3 separate regions of the Mus musculus genome follow, and regions 2 and 3 are each linked to region 1. The links are chromatin contacts, called in public HiChIP or PLAC-seq maps. All regions are on one chromosome and are shown on one strand. The core of a region is the stretch at or near the end of the contact, and the rest is flanking DNA. Distances in the headings are between cores, read along the strand shown.

The links. HiChIP or PLAC-seq counts read pairs in DNA pulled down with a chosen protein or histone mark.
Region 2: a contact with region 1 is called in a FOXA1 HiChIP or PLAC-seq map of pancreatic cancer cells. The contact joins the promoter of Zc3h7a here to the enhancer-like site in region 1. A contact is called at or near these places in 3 of 39 promoter capture datasets (liver, maxillary cranial neural crest and pre-B cells) and 4 of 115 datasets of contacts at active chromatin or transcription factors (the SCID.adh cell line, bone marrow-derived macrophages, memory CD8 T cells and 1 more).
Region 3: a contact with region 1 is called in a FOXA1 HiChIP or PLAC-seq map of pancreatic cancer cells. The contact joins two enhancer-like sites. A contact is called at or near these places in 1 of 484 Hi-C or Micro-C datasets (frontal cortex) and 3 of 115 datasets of contacts at active chromatin or transcription factors (double positive thymocytes, memory CD8 T cells and pancreatic cancer cells).

What each region holds. Positions count from the first base shown.
Region 1 is chr16:10,675,319-10,679,020 of GRCm38.p6, reverse strand. The region is part of intron 18 of Clec16a (C-type lectin domain family 16, member A); the gene reads right to left. Gm15558 (a long non-coding RNA gene) reads left to right here. Exons shown (of 5, transcript XR_384655.3): 3 at 364-430. Among named protein-coding and RNA genes, the nearest start is that of Gm15558, 6.4 kb to the left of the region's middle. Within about 2 kb of position 2,115, at least 60 of the 459 cell types and tissues checked have an H3K27ac peak or open chromatin away from gene starts, as enhancers often do. A contact at or near this core is called in the SCID.adh cell line, liver and pancreatic cancer cells, where this site is marked.
Region 2 is chr16:11,174,212-11,177,913 of GRCm38.p6, reverse strand. It overlaps Zc3h7a (zinc finger CCCH type containing 7 A), which reads left to right and starts at 1,573. Exons shown (of 23, transcript NM_145931.3): 1 at 1,573-1,694.
Region 3 is chr16:11,016,317-11,020,018 of GRCm38.p6, reverse strand. No RefSeq gene overlaps it. Among named protein-coding and RNA genes, the nearest start is that of Gm4262, 9.3 kb to the right of the region's middle. Within about 2 kb of position 1,983, at least 40 of the 459 cell types and tissues checked have an H3K27ac peak or open chromatin away from gene starts, as enhancers often do. A contact at or near this core is called in pancreatic cancer cells, where this site is marked.

The DNA.
Region 1 (3,702 bases), core at 866-3,365:
GCTGCTGTTGCTGCTGCTTCAGCTGCCTCACTACTGCCTTGGGCCTCCTTTGCACTCACTCCTGTTCACTGCGGAACTGCTGGCCCATGTACTGTTATGAGAGCTCTGCTACTGGACACATCCCTGAATAAGCACAAACCTTGTATGCTCCTGGCCTACAGCCTGAAGGTTTGTGTTAGGCTCCATCATCTTCCAGCTGTGTTGATGAAACTGGGGTAGTCCAGTTACTTAGAGCTAGAGTATTTAAGGAGAAGTGTATGATGGTCTCAAACTTGCTTTGAAATAAGTTTTATAAAATTATTTCTGGTTTAGGATTTAGCTTAGTGACAGAGTGCTTGCCTAACATATGAATTGTATTTCCAGTAGGTCTCGGGGACTGAAGGTAGAGAAGTAGAAAGGTGATTAAAAAGAATGGAGTCAGTGGTGGCAGGTAGGTGGTACACGGGTGTTGTTCACTGTAGACTCTTTCAACTTGGATGCATGCTTGAACGATTTCCAAATGGCCCACTGGATTAAAGTTGACTTCCTAGATAATCTGCAAACAAGCCACAGCAGCATGTTTGACCCAAGGTGTTCAACACACAGTGCCTGTGCCATATGATCAGATTTATTTAGTTGAATGTGTGTATACACCAGTGCTGCTGCCTCTGGAGGCCGGAAGTGTTGGAGTCCCCTGGAGCTGGAGTCACAGGCAGCTGTGAGCTGCCAGGAGTGGGTGCTAGGAATGGAACTCAGGTTCTCTGGAAGAGCAGAACTCACTTTTAACCATGGAGCCATCGCCCTAGCCCTCTCACTTCTTTTTCTTTTCTTTTCTTTTTTTTTTTTTTTTTGTTTTGTTGTTTTGTTTTTTGAGGCAGGGTTTCTCTGTATCCCCCTGGCTGTCCTGGACCTCACTTTGTAGACCAGGCTGGCCTTGAACTCAGAAATCCACCTACCTGCCTCTGCCTCCTGAGTGCTGGGACTAAGGGCGTGCGCCACCATGCCCGGCTGCAGCCTATCACTTAGAAAATATTTTTCCTTGTGTGTGGCAGGTGTATGATTGTATGTATGAAGACATATCTGCGTGCACATGAAGCTGATGTCAAGCATCTTTCTCCACTACTCTTCACCTTTTGTATTATGGCAAGGTCTCTTGCTAAAACTAAGCTTCAGCTTGTCTAATGAGCCAGCTTGCTGGACAGCAGCAGGGATAACAGCTTTTATATGGAGGTGGGGACCCTAACACTGGTCCTAATGCTTTCATGGCAAGCACTTGAATTGATAAACCATCTCCATGGCCCTCCATCACTTCTATCATTTTTTCCCAATGCTGGCAATGGACTTTAGGCTGCATGTATGCTAGGCAAGTGCTCTACCAGTAAGGGCTTTTATGTCACTTTGACTGATGCTTATAAAATGCCCATATCACAAATACCCATTTGATGCCCTAGCAGGAGTAGTAGGGATACTACCTCTTAGTCCTTTAGGAACTTGGTATGACAAGTGTTTCAGGACCACCATGAACAATGAGTTAGTACGAAATCTGCAGGTACAAATAGGTATCTGTTGTTTGCTCCCTGGGCAGCTACCCTGGGATGGGTAACTGTAATACCCCAGGAACAATGATGTCAGGCAGCTTGTCCCGGTGTCCAGGTTTGGACTGGCTCAGCTGTACCTTCCTCCAGAGGTGGGTCTTCCTTTTTGTTTTTTGTTTTTTTTAATTTATTTTTTTATTTTTTTACTTAGCATGCCTTGTCTACTCAAATATGCAAACAAGTTTCTCAAAGTTCCTGAAAAACCCATCTGTGTTTATTTCCCCCAAGGAAAGTTGCCAGAGACTTTTTTCAAGAGGATAAAATGAGAACTTTACCCTTCTCATTCCCACATTTCCAGGAATGCAAGCAGGGCAGCATCCCCTATCCTACCAACTGCCCAGGTCTACAGAGCAGGGTGCTCTCGGAATCAATTGTCATTCCTTGTTTTTCCCATGAGTACAGCACCAATTTCACAGGGAGACAGCTTGCTGAAAATGCAATTACCAGAAACGAGGTCCAAGTAGAGCACGGTGTGTCCCCTTATCAGGAAGCATGCAGCCTGTCACCAGGGACACAGACTCATCCTCTCCTGCTGACCACACTTATCTCTGCTCTGCTCTCAGAATGGCATATTTGCATAGCACATTGCATAATTTCCTCTTTGAAAACAGCCCTAGCATGAGTAAATAAAGTTACCTAACTCTGTAGTGAAGAGAAGACTCCAGATTTCCAAGAAAAGATCTGAATGCCTGAGCTGTGCTGTCACGCTTGGTGGCCCAACAGCCTTTCACAGGGGCTTGGACCAGAGCCCCTCAGAAGCACCCTGAGATCTCAGTTCTGAGCCTTCCTGAGGATGTGGTCAGGCTCTATCCACTCTCCATTTTCTAGGTGAGGAAGGTGCTTCCCAGCTCTGGGTAACCTGTCTGAGCCTCAGATTCCTAAAGGGACACATGGGGATACATCTTCCTTTTGTCCTGTGTGGAAGATTCTTGAAGAAACTGTTTCCCATTTCCTCTTCTAAATGTACATAGGAAAAGGGTTTATGGAATGGAGAGACAGTCATAGGATCTGCCTGTTGGGTTGCAATGAGGTCTCAGGGAAGTATGGAAAGAGCTAGAACAGTGCCTGGCACAGAGGTAGGTGACAGTGAGCTTACCCAGCAAGAGCATGACGGTCTGGTAGGGACATTGAGGGGTCTGGGCCAGCAGCCCAGTGTGCTGCCTCTTAGGCTCTGTGGCTTCCATCAAGGTATGACCTTTCTAGGTGGGCTTTAGTTGGTTTCATTGTTTCTCAAATTAAGAGGTTTAGACTAAACCACATGCCTATCTTCTGATGGGAAAGAACGTCTAAATTTCATACCAGGGGACACATTTATGGCTGTTTGGCAGAAATTAGTTCTCAGACTGAATGCTTACCGGCATAGCAGGCTGATTTTTAATTAGCTTGTGGGAATCCAGTATACTTCAAACATTAACAGTAAAATATGGGAGACCTCTGGTGGAGATAGGCCACACCTTTGGACTTAAACAAAAGCTACAGACTTCACAAACCAAATTTCCTGCTTTGTATTTTCAATTTCTGGTATTCACAATGACTACCAATAAATTTCTGGCACCAGAGCAGCACTTTTAAAGTATGTGATATAGACTGGTATGGTTAATATAAACCCAACCTAATCAGCATTCCTCAGTACAATACTATACCCAGTCACATGACCTGTCAATCATTAAACCCTGCCTCCGACATAATCAATACTGACACACTCAACTATTTTTCCTTCTCTTAAAAATGAACTTGCTAGGCTGGAGAGGCAGCTCAGCAGTTAAGACTCCTCTTGCAGAGGACCCAGGTTCATTTCCCAGCACCCACATGGTGGCTAATAATTATCTGTAACTCCATTTCCAAGGGAGGCAGTACCCTCTTCTGACTTCCACAGCCAATGCACACACATGATGTGTAGACATATATTCAGGGGAAACACCTATACACATAAAATAAAGATAAATATACTTGAATTAAACAAGAAAGGAAACTTTATTAATTCATTTATTTCACTTTAGCTATTTGACAAACTTGTCTCTTAGCTGAATTGGGGACACTGACATGTAATCCCAATATTTAGGAGACTGAGGCAGGAGAACTGAAAGCTGGAGGCCATCCTGGGCTACCTAGCAAGACCATGTCTCAT
Region 2 (3,702 bases), core at 324-2,823, 500 kb before region 1:
GGGCCCTTTGAGGGACAACTGAAAGCAAAGACCCAGAGAAGGTGTGGCAAGGAGACCTCATTTAGAGGAAAATACTGGCTCTGGAGATGACAGGCATGACCTACGAGTCCAGGAGGCCTCTAGGAGCTAAAAAGAGGCAAGAGCTCAACACTAGTTTCCAGAAGGGACAAGCCTCGTCAGCACCTGGACATCACCAGTGAAACACCTGCTGCAGACTCTGGTCCTTTAGAACTCTTAAGTTTATGTTGTTTCAAGGCAACAAAAATGTAGGCCATTGGTACAGGAACAACAGGAAGTCCATACATTCTCATCAAGTTTCACTTTGTACTGGCCCAGTACTGACGACTTCCTGAGCTTACAGTAGCACTCTGGGTCCAGACAGAGTGCATCTCAGTGTCTTCCTTCTAATGTAAACTTTTCCCTCTGTCCCCAGTGGTCCTGGACCTGGGTATTTCTTGCTTCATAGCCAAAGAAGACCTGGAACTCCTATCCCCCCCCCCCCACCCCCATGTACTGCTATGACAAGGGTACCCCACCATATCCAGTTTATTTGGTGCTGGAAATCAAACTCAAGGCTAGGCAAGCACTTTGACAACTAAGTTACATCCTCAACCCCTTTCACTTTTCTGCTTGTCCTTTCTATATATCCGCCCAACGGCATGAAGAAACTTTCTAAAACTGCAAATTAGACCTTGTAATTTCCATCTCAGACACTGAATTCCAAATTTCATGCAGTGGCTCATCCTCTTTGAGCTTTCTACACACACACTTTGTCTTCCCTGTCCCTCAGCAACTTAGGCTCAGGATCTTTCCCACTGCCTGGAAGCACTCTCCCTTCTACTGCCCTGACTTGGAGCACTTTTCACATCTCCAGTCGCAGGGACTCAGCCTTACATTGTTCTGTCTGGGGTAATGTACACCTGACCACTGAAACACCGGTGAATACAGCGACATATAAGTTGAGATGAAGGCCAGGGAGAACAAGAGCTTGTGTTGGCTCTGAGATCCGTCCCTACATTCATTTGCAAAAATACCGCATTTTGTTTTCAAGATGATAAAAACAGTGACTGCGAGTAGGATAGGGAATTGAGGACAAGTTCCGAAGTGACGCTCCGGCGTCCGAATGAGTTTAGGTCACCTCCCTGTTCAACGCGGGTCCCTATGCCTGTCATTCATTTGAAAGGACACGACTGTATGGCTGTTTTCAGGGTGACGGTAACAGTATCGGAATGCAAAGCAGGACGCTCAGGATAAGTTACTGCAGAGAACAGATTCCGAAGGAAGTGACACCCTGGTGCCCAGATGAATCTAGGTCTCCTTCCAGTCCTACTTTGGTATCCAAGCGGTGTGGGAGAGGGCGATGATGCTGGGCTCAAGAGCTTGCGGTCTCTCACCCCCTTCCGTGTGGCCGCCCAGGGTTCCGCCTATCGCCGCCGCTTCCGCAGCCCCGAGGCCCCGACGTGGCGCCTCCAACCCCGGGCTGACACTGGCAACGCAGCCAATGGTAGCGTTTGCGGGGCGGCGCGCGAGGCCTCCCGCCGCCAGAGGGCGCCGCCCCGAGCGTCGCGGGCTGGCAGCTGCGGTGGGTCGCCCAGGGAAGCTGCGAGACTGTGAGAGCTCTTGAGCCGGTGAACGCACATCCCGCTGTCGCCTCCGCACTCCGCGCCCCTCGGCTCCTGGGTGCCGCCCCGCAGGTGAGGGAAGGGGACGCGCGGGCGTCGCGGGCAGGGTCGCGCTCTTCCAATCGCGTGCGTGCGCCGCGTCGCTTCGTGAGCACGCGCGGCCGTTAACGGACTTCAGGCGGGGGAGGGGCGCGGACCCCCGAACCGGCTGCACGGGCTCCTCGGGAGTCGTAATCCGGGCACGCGCGGCGGCCCCTGCCACCTGGACTGCCTGGCCGACATCCACGCACTAGCTTTTGGTGGTTTAGCATTTCGTTATTCCTGGGTGCTGGGTGATCGCGGGGCGTCCGTGTTAGTAAGTGTCTCGGTTTGGGGACGCTCGCGACGCCAGCTGAGTGCGCGCTCGCCGGTGTCGGGTTCGCCCCTTGCGGGTGTTATGCGCGGCCCACCCCGCGTATGGGTGGCGACTGGCTTCCGGTGTTCGGCCGGGGTTCGGAGACTGTACGAGGGTTCTCGGTTTTCCTTTCCCCACCCTTAAAGAATGGAGACCTGTCAGTTCCCATTAGCGGGAATTTCCGGTTAGGGGTAGTCAGCGCAGGGGTGTGGTCAGGTTGGAAGGTCCTAGCTGGGCCCAAGGGGTGGTGCCTGCGCTCTGACTGGGTGAATTTATTCCGGGGTTGGGCGTTTTTTGGGTCCCCAGATGTTAAGGGATCAAAGAGGGTCATAGTGTTAGGTATTTAAGACCAAGAGGGTCTGGTGTAGACCTGCGCTGTCCGATGGTAATGTGGCCACTGGTAAAGTGGGGTGGTCGAGCACTGGAATGTGGCAAGAATTGAGATTCACTTTTGGTTTCAATTTGTTTGTTTGTTTGTATGTTTGTTTCGAGACAGAATTTCTCTGTTTAGCCTTGGCTGCCCTGGAACTTACTTTGTAGACCAGGCTGGACTTGAGCTTAGAGATCTGCTTTCCCCTACCTCCCGAATGCTGTGATTTAAAAGCCGTGCCACCACCGCCCCACTCCGGTTTCAGTTTTAAAGTCTGATTTGAAAGATTTCGTTTGGGAGGAAGAAAAAGAACGAAAAAGATCTCCTTGGTAAACTCCTATGCTTAAATCAGCCAGTGTTTAGCAAGCAGTGTGTTATATACTTGAGGTGATACCTGTTGTGGCTACGTTAGAATTAAAACAATCTGTCCAGTTTCTTTTTACTATTTTAGTATGGCCACTTCGTAATTTAAAATGGCACGTACCGCCGGTATCGTATTTCGATTGGACAATGCTCTACTGGACTGGGGGAGGGGCTGGGCGCTCTTGCCATCTGCTCTTTTCCTGCTTCTTTTGGAAGTAGCTGCTTTTCATGGAGGTCTTGAAGGAATCCAAGGCTCTCTTCACCTCCGTTGAAATGATGAGCAGAGCTGCACTGTGTGTGCGTGAGTGTATGTGTGGGTGTGGACTTGGTGTTGGTGTGGTGTTCTTCATCTTTGGACTAAATCAAGTGCATGGACAGTTTTCTCTATTGAAAAATTTCCCCTTTCTGCTCTGTTAGACCAGCAGGGTGCGCTACAGATGTGAATAAGGTTGAGTTATTGAGGTTGAAAATGTCAGTATTTGGAGTGGGGTATTATGCAAAGAACAGGTTGATCAGTGTCCTCAAGATGTACCAAAACACCCCTTCCCAGCTGTGTTCCTGTGACTTTTGGTTGGGGGTTATATTCTATATGCCTACAGGCTCTTGTCTTGTGGTTCCAAGATCTATTAGTAACAATGTTCATTTGCCAGCTGTAAGGTTTTACAGTTGTCAATATTGACTGATTTTTGAAACTGATTTGGGTGTATTCAATCCATTTGTAAATGACTGGTTGATAGTCAACTATAGAAATAGTTTGAGTAGCTAGTTAAGAAGGAGATAGAAATCAAAAACATCTTTAGACAGAATACCTCGGGAGGAAAGTTGCTTTCTAGATAATACCTTTGTGTGCTTTGTCTCAGCAAACCCACATTTTCTCCATGATCTTCAAGTGAAATGTGTTTACAGTGCCGGGTGTCAGCTGCGTGCTGTGGCCTCGGCCACTTAGAGTGAAA
Region 3 (3,702 bases), core at 734-3,233, 340 kb before region 1:
TTTGAACTCACAATTAAAGTTTGGAGAATGTGGGGCCAGTTAGATGGCTTAGTGGGAAAAAAAAATCAGGGGCTCACTGACCTTCCTCCCCAGAGTAAACAGACTTCATCTGAACAGCCATTGACTTCTCAGCTTCTCCTCCTGGCTCCCTGGTAAGCCTGAGAGTGCATCTCAGGATCTGGAACATTTGGTTATAGGGCTAGGGGCCCATGAAGGCCCAGTGAGCGTGGGAAGAGAGGTGGGGAAAGACAAGAGCTGAGCCAGGCCTGATGGTGCACTCCTGTAATCCCAACACTCAAGAGGTGGAGGCAGGGGGATCGGAAGTCTACCTGCCTCTGCCTCCTGAGTGCCAGGATGACAGGCGTGTTCCATCACACCTGGCTTTGAAAGGTTTGCTTTCATTACCTTGGATCATATATATGTATGTATCTGTGCATCTGAGGCCAGGTGCTCACGGGGGTAGAGGCACCAGGTCCTCTGAAGTTACAAGGTGGCTCTGAGCCACCAACAGGGTCCTCCAGACCTTGGTGATACATGCACATACTGCTGCAGGGACTTGCCCTGACTGGGCTCTGTGAGAATGTGAAGAAATGACAAACACAGGCAGACACAAAGAGAAGCTGGGTTGGGTGGAAGGGGCGGGGTTACTACATACAGGTAAATAAGGAGGCAGTGTTTATGCTGTACAGAAGAATCATGGTAGAACTCACAGTGCGGGAGCACTCACAGAGCAGGAGCACTCTTCAGGCATCTGCGGTGCTGCTGTGGTGCTCATTATCTGTACACAGGATCAGCATTTGTACTTGGACCAGAGAGGAAAGCTTTGCCGTTTTCTCCAGTGGCAACAGCCTTGCTGCTCCTTTGCTCTTTACTAAGGTTGAGATGTCAAGAGTAGCCTCCCAACTGGGCATTTCATCCCAGCACTTGGGAGGCAGAGGCAGGCAGATTTCTGAGTTCAAGGCCAGCCTGGTCTACACAGAGAAACCCTGTCTCGAAAAACCAAAAAAAATAAAAAAGAGTAGCCTCCCCCAGGAAGCTTTCCCTGACTGCCAGCCCCCAGGGGCTTCTGAAGCACCCTCATCAGGAGACCTCCCAGGAACCAATGTCCAGCCAGAGGGCTCTTTTACCAGGTGTGGCTCCCTGGCAGAGCCAGTGCCTGCCCTAGAGAAGGCCCTCCGTTCTGTCCCCAGCACTGTAAAAGCCCAAACAGCTAAGAACTTGTTGGGCTGCTAGAGGCACTGGAGTCAGGGTCAGAGCCTGGGGCTGGGCAGCCCTCACATGCTAGGCTGGGCCTCCCATCCTCTACAGGCCAAACAGACGCGGAACAGTGGACAGCAGAGACAGGAGGTTTATAGGCGATGAGGCCATGTCAGGAAGAGGTGACTTCCCCAACCTCCAGGTTCCTTCAGGATCCTGACCCAAGGGTTAGGTTTAAATGCCTGCGTGGCTGAGCATCTCTGAGCATCTTGGCCCCAGGACCTCATGAAGGTGGTCTGACAAGTTCAGAACCACGTAAAATCTCTTCCTGGGAGACAAGTTCCTCAGGCTGCACCCGCATCGGCCCTTCCTCCCACCAGAAATTCCTGGGGAAATTCCAGTTTGGGGGTGGGGGGACCATTGTTCAATAGTCTGACAGCCAAAGGGGCTGGAGCAGTGTTTTGGGTGGCTCCTGTCTGGTTGCCACAGTAGCTCCTGGGAGGAAGGCTCTGATGCTGCTCAGTGCAGAACAGCTTTTGTAGCTAAAAGTACCCCAGCGTGCCTCCAGAGACCAGGGCTGCAGGCTTGAGAAGCCACTAGGAGGGCAGCTCAGAGCTATCAGCTGAACGTTTGGATCTAGCCTGGCTTCCAGTGGAATTGTAAACATGTCCTTCTGTCCCTCTCAGGGTTAGCATCACAGAGATGTGGGTGTGACGACTAGGGTGTGGCCTGCTGAAGCTTGGGGGCCAGACCTGGGCTTATTACCATCCCGTTTCCCTTGTGTCCAGAGACAGGGAGGAGCCTGCCCTCTCCAGTGGATTCCCCACAAAAGCCCCCGAATGCCTGTGTCACATGTATCCTGCAACGTCACATGACCTGACTTTCAGAAGCAGCCCAGGGTGGAAGTCTGGGCTGGGCAGAACCTACGAAAGATTGGCTTCAGAACAAGTGGTGTCTTCTGTCTCAGACTCCTCATCCTTCCCTGTTGATGCCAGGCATTAACCACCTTTTGTGACTGGCCACCTGGTGACTCTACAACTATCAGGGGAAGGAATGAGCCCACAGAGAGACTCGTGTGTGTGTGTGTGTGTGTGTGTGTCTGTGTGTGTGTGTGTTGCTGTCTCCACAACGTGGGGGAGTGGGACTTTGTTCTTAATTAGCTGCAGATTTACAGGTATTTCCTGGCAAGGTTAGATTCCTCAGCTATGCCTAAATGTCTGATGGGCAGCAAATGGCTTTTTAAGTGTATTATATGTCACATGGAGGCAAATGTGGTACTAGAAATTGTTTATCTGACCTTCAGATTGAGCTAGATATTGATAAGTTATCTCCACTAACTAAATGAGCCAATTTAGACCAAATTAAATGTAAAAGCAGCTCTCTGTTAAGTTCACTGACCACATAGGAGGGAGTCAGTGAAATCCCCATACTGAGGGAGACAGAGGGGAAGGGAAGAGAAGAGAAATCATGGAGAGAGACAGAGAGAGAGAGAGAGAGAGAGAGAGAGAGAGAGAGAGAGAGAGAGGAAGAAGAAGAAGAAGAAGAAGAAGAAGAAGAAGAAGAAGAAGAAGAAGAAGAAGAGAAGAAAAAGAAGAAGAGGAAGAAGGAGGAGGAAGAGGAGGGGGAGGGGGAGGGGGAGGAGGAGGAGGAGGAGGAGGAGGAGGAGGAAAAGAGAGGAAAGGAGAGAAGAGGAGAGAAGAGAAGAAGAGTAATGCAAGCCGGGCGGTAGTGGCACACGCCTTTAATCCCAGCACTTGTGAGGCAGAGGCAGGCGGATTTTTGAGTTTGAAGCCAGCCTGGTCTACAAAGTGAGTTCCAGGACAGCCAGGGCTACATAGAAAAGCCCTGTCTCGAAAAAACAAACAAACAAACAAACAAAAAACAAAAGAAGGTGGAGGAGGAGGAGGAGGAGGAAGAGGAAGAAGAAGAGGAAAAGGAAGAAGAAGAAGAAGAAGAAGAAGAAGAAGAAGAAGAAGAAGAAGAAGAAGAAGAAGAAGAAGAAGAAGAAGAAGAAGAAGAGTGATGCAAAGGTGAGGGCAGGAAAAGCAAACTAAAGTGCTAAAGTGTCTGGATTATTTAGGAGGGAGTGTCTGGGTGAGAGGAAGCCCAACGAGAGGAAGGTTCTGTGTAGATGTAAGGGTGTGCCAGCCAAGCCCCATAACAGGTAGGGACTGAGGAATGCTGGGAGAACTTTGGTATGTTAAATATGCACCTCAGTTCCTTGTCCCTGGTCTGACTCACAACATCCCAGCCTTTTGTCGATAATAAATGAATAAGAATGACATAATCGTCTATGACTACTTCCTGCTGACGTTGGGGCATTGTTATTGGGGGCCCAAAATCTGGAATGCTGGCCAAGGTTGGTAAGAGTTGGATGCTGTCCAAGTTCTGCAGGACCATCTGGGTCTAGGGATGTAAAGGCCCAGTTGGAACTCTTTGTGAGGCTAGACTGGAGCACCTGTGGGTAACTGCTTCGGAGTTGCCCTGGATGCAGGTCTCCAGGAA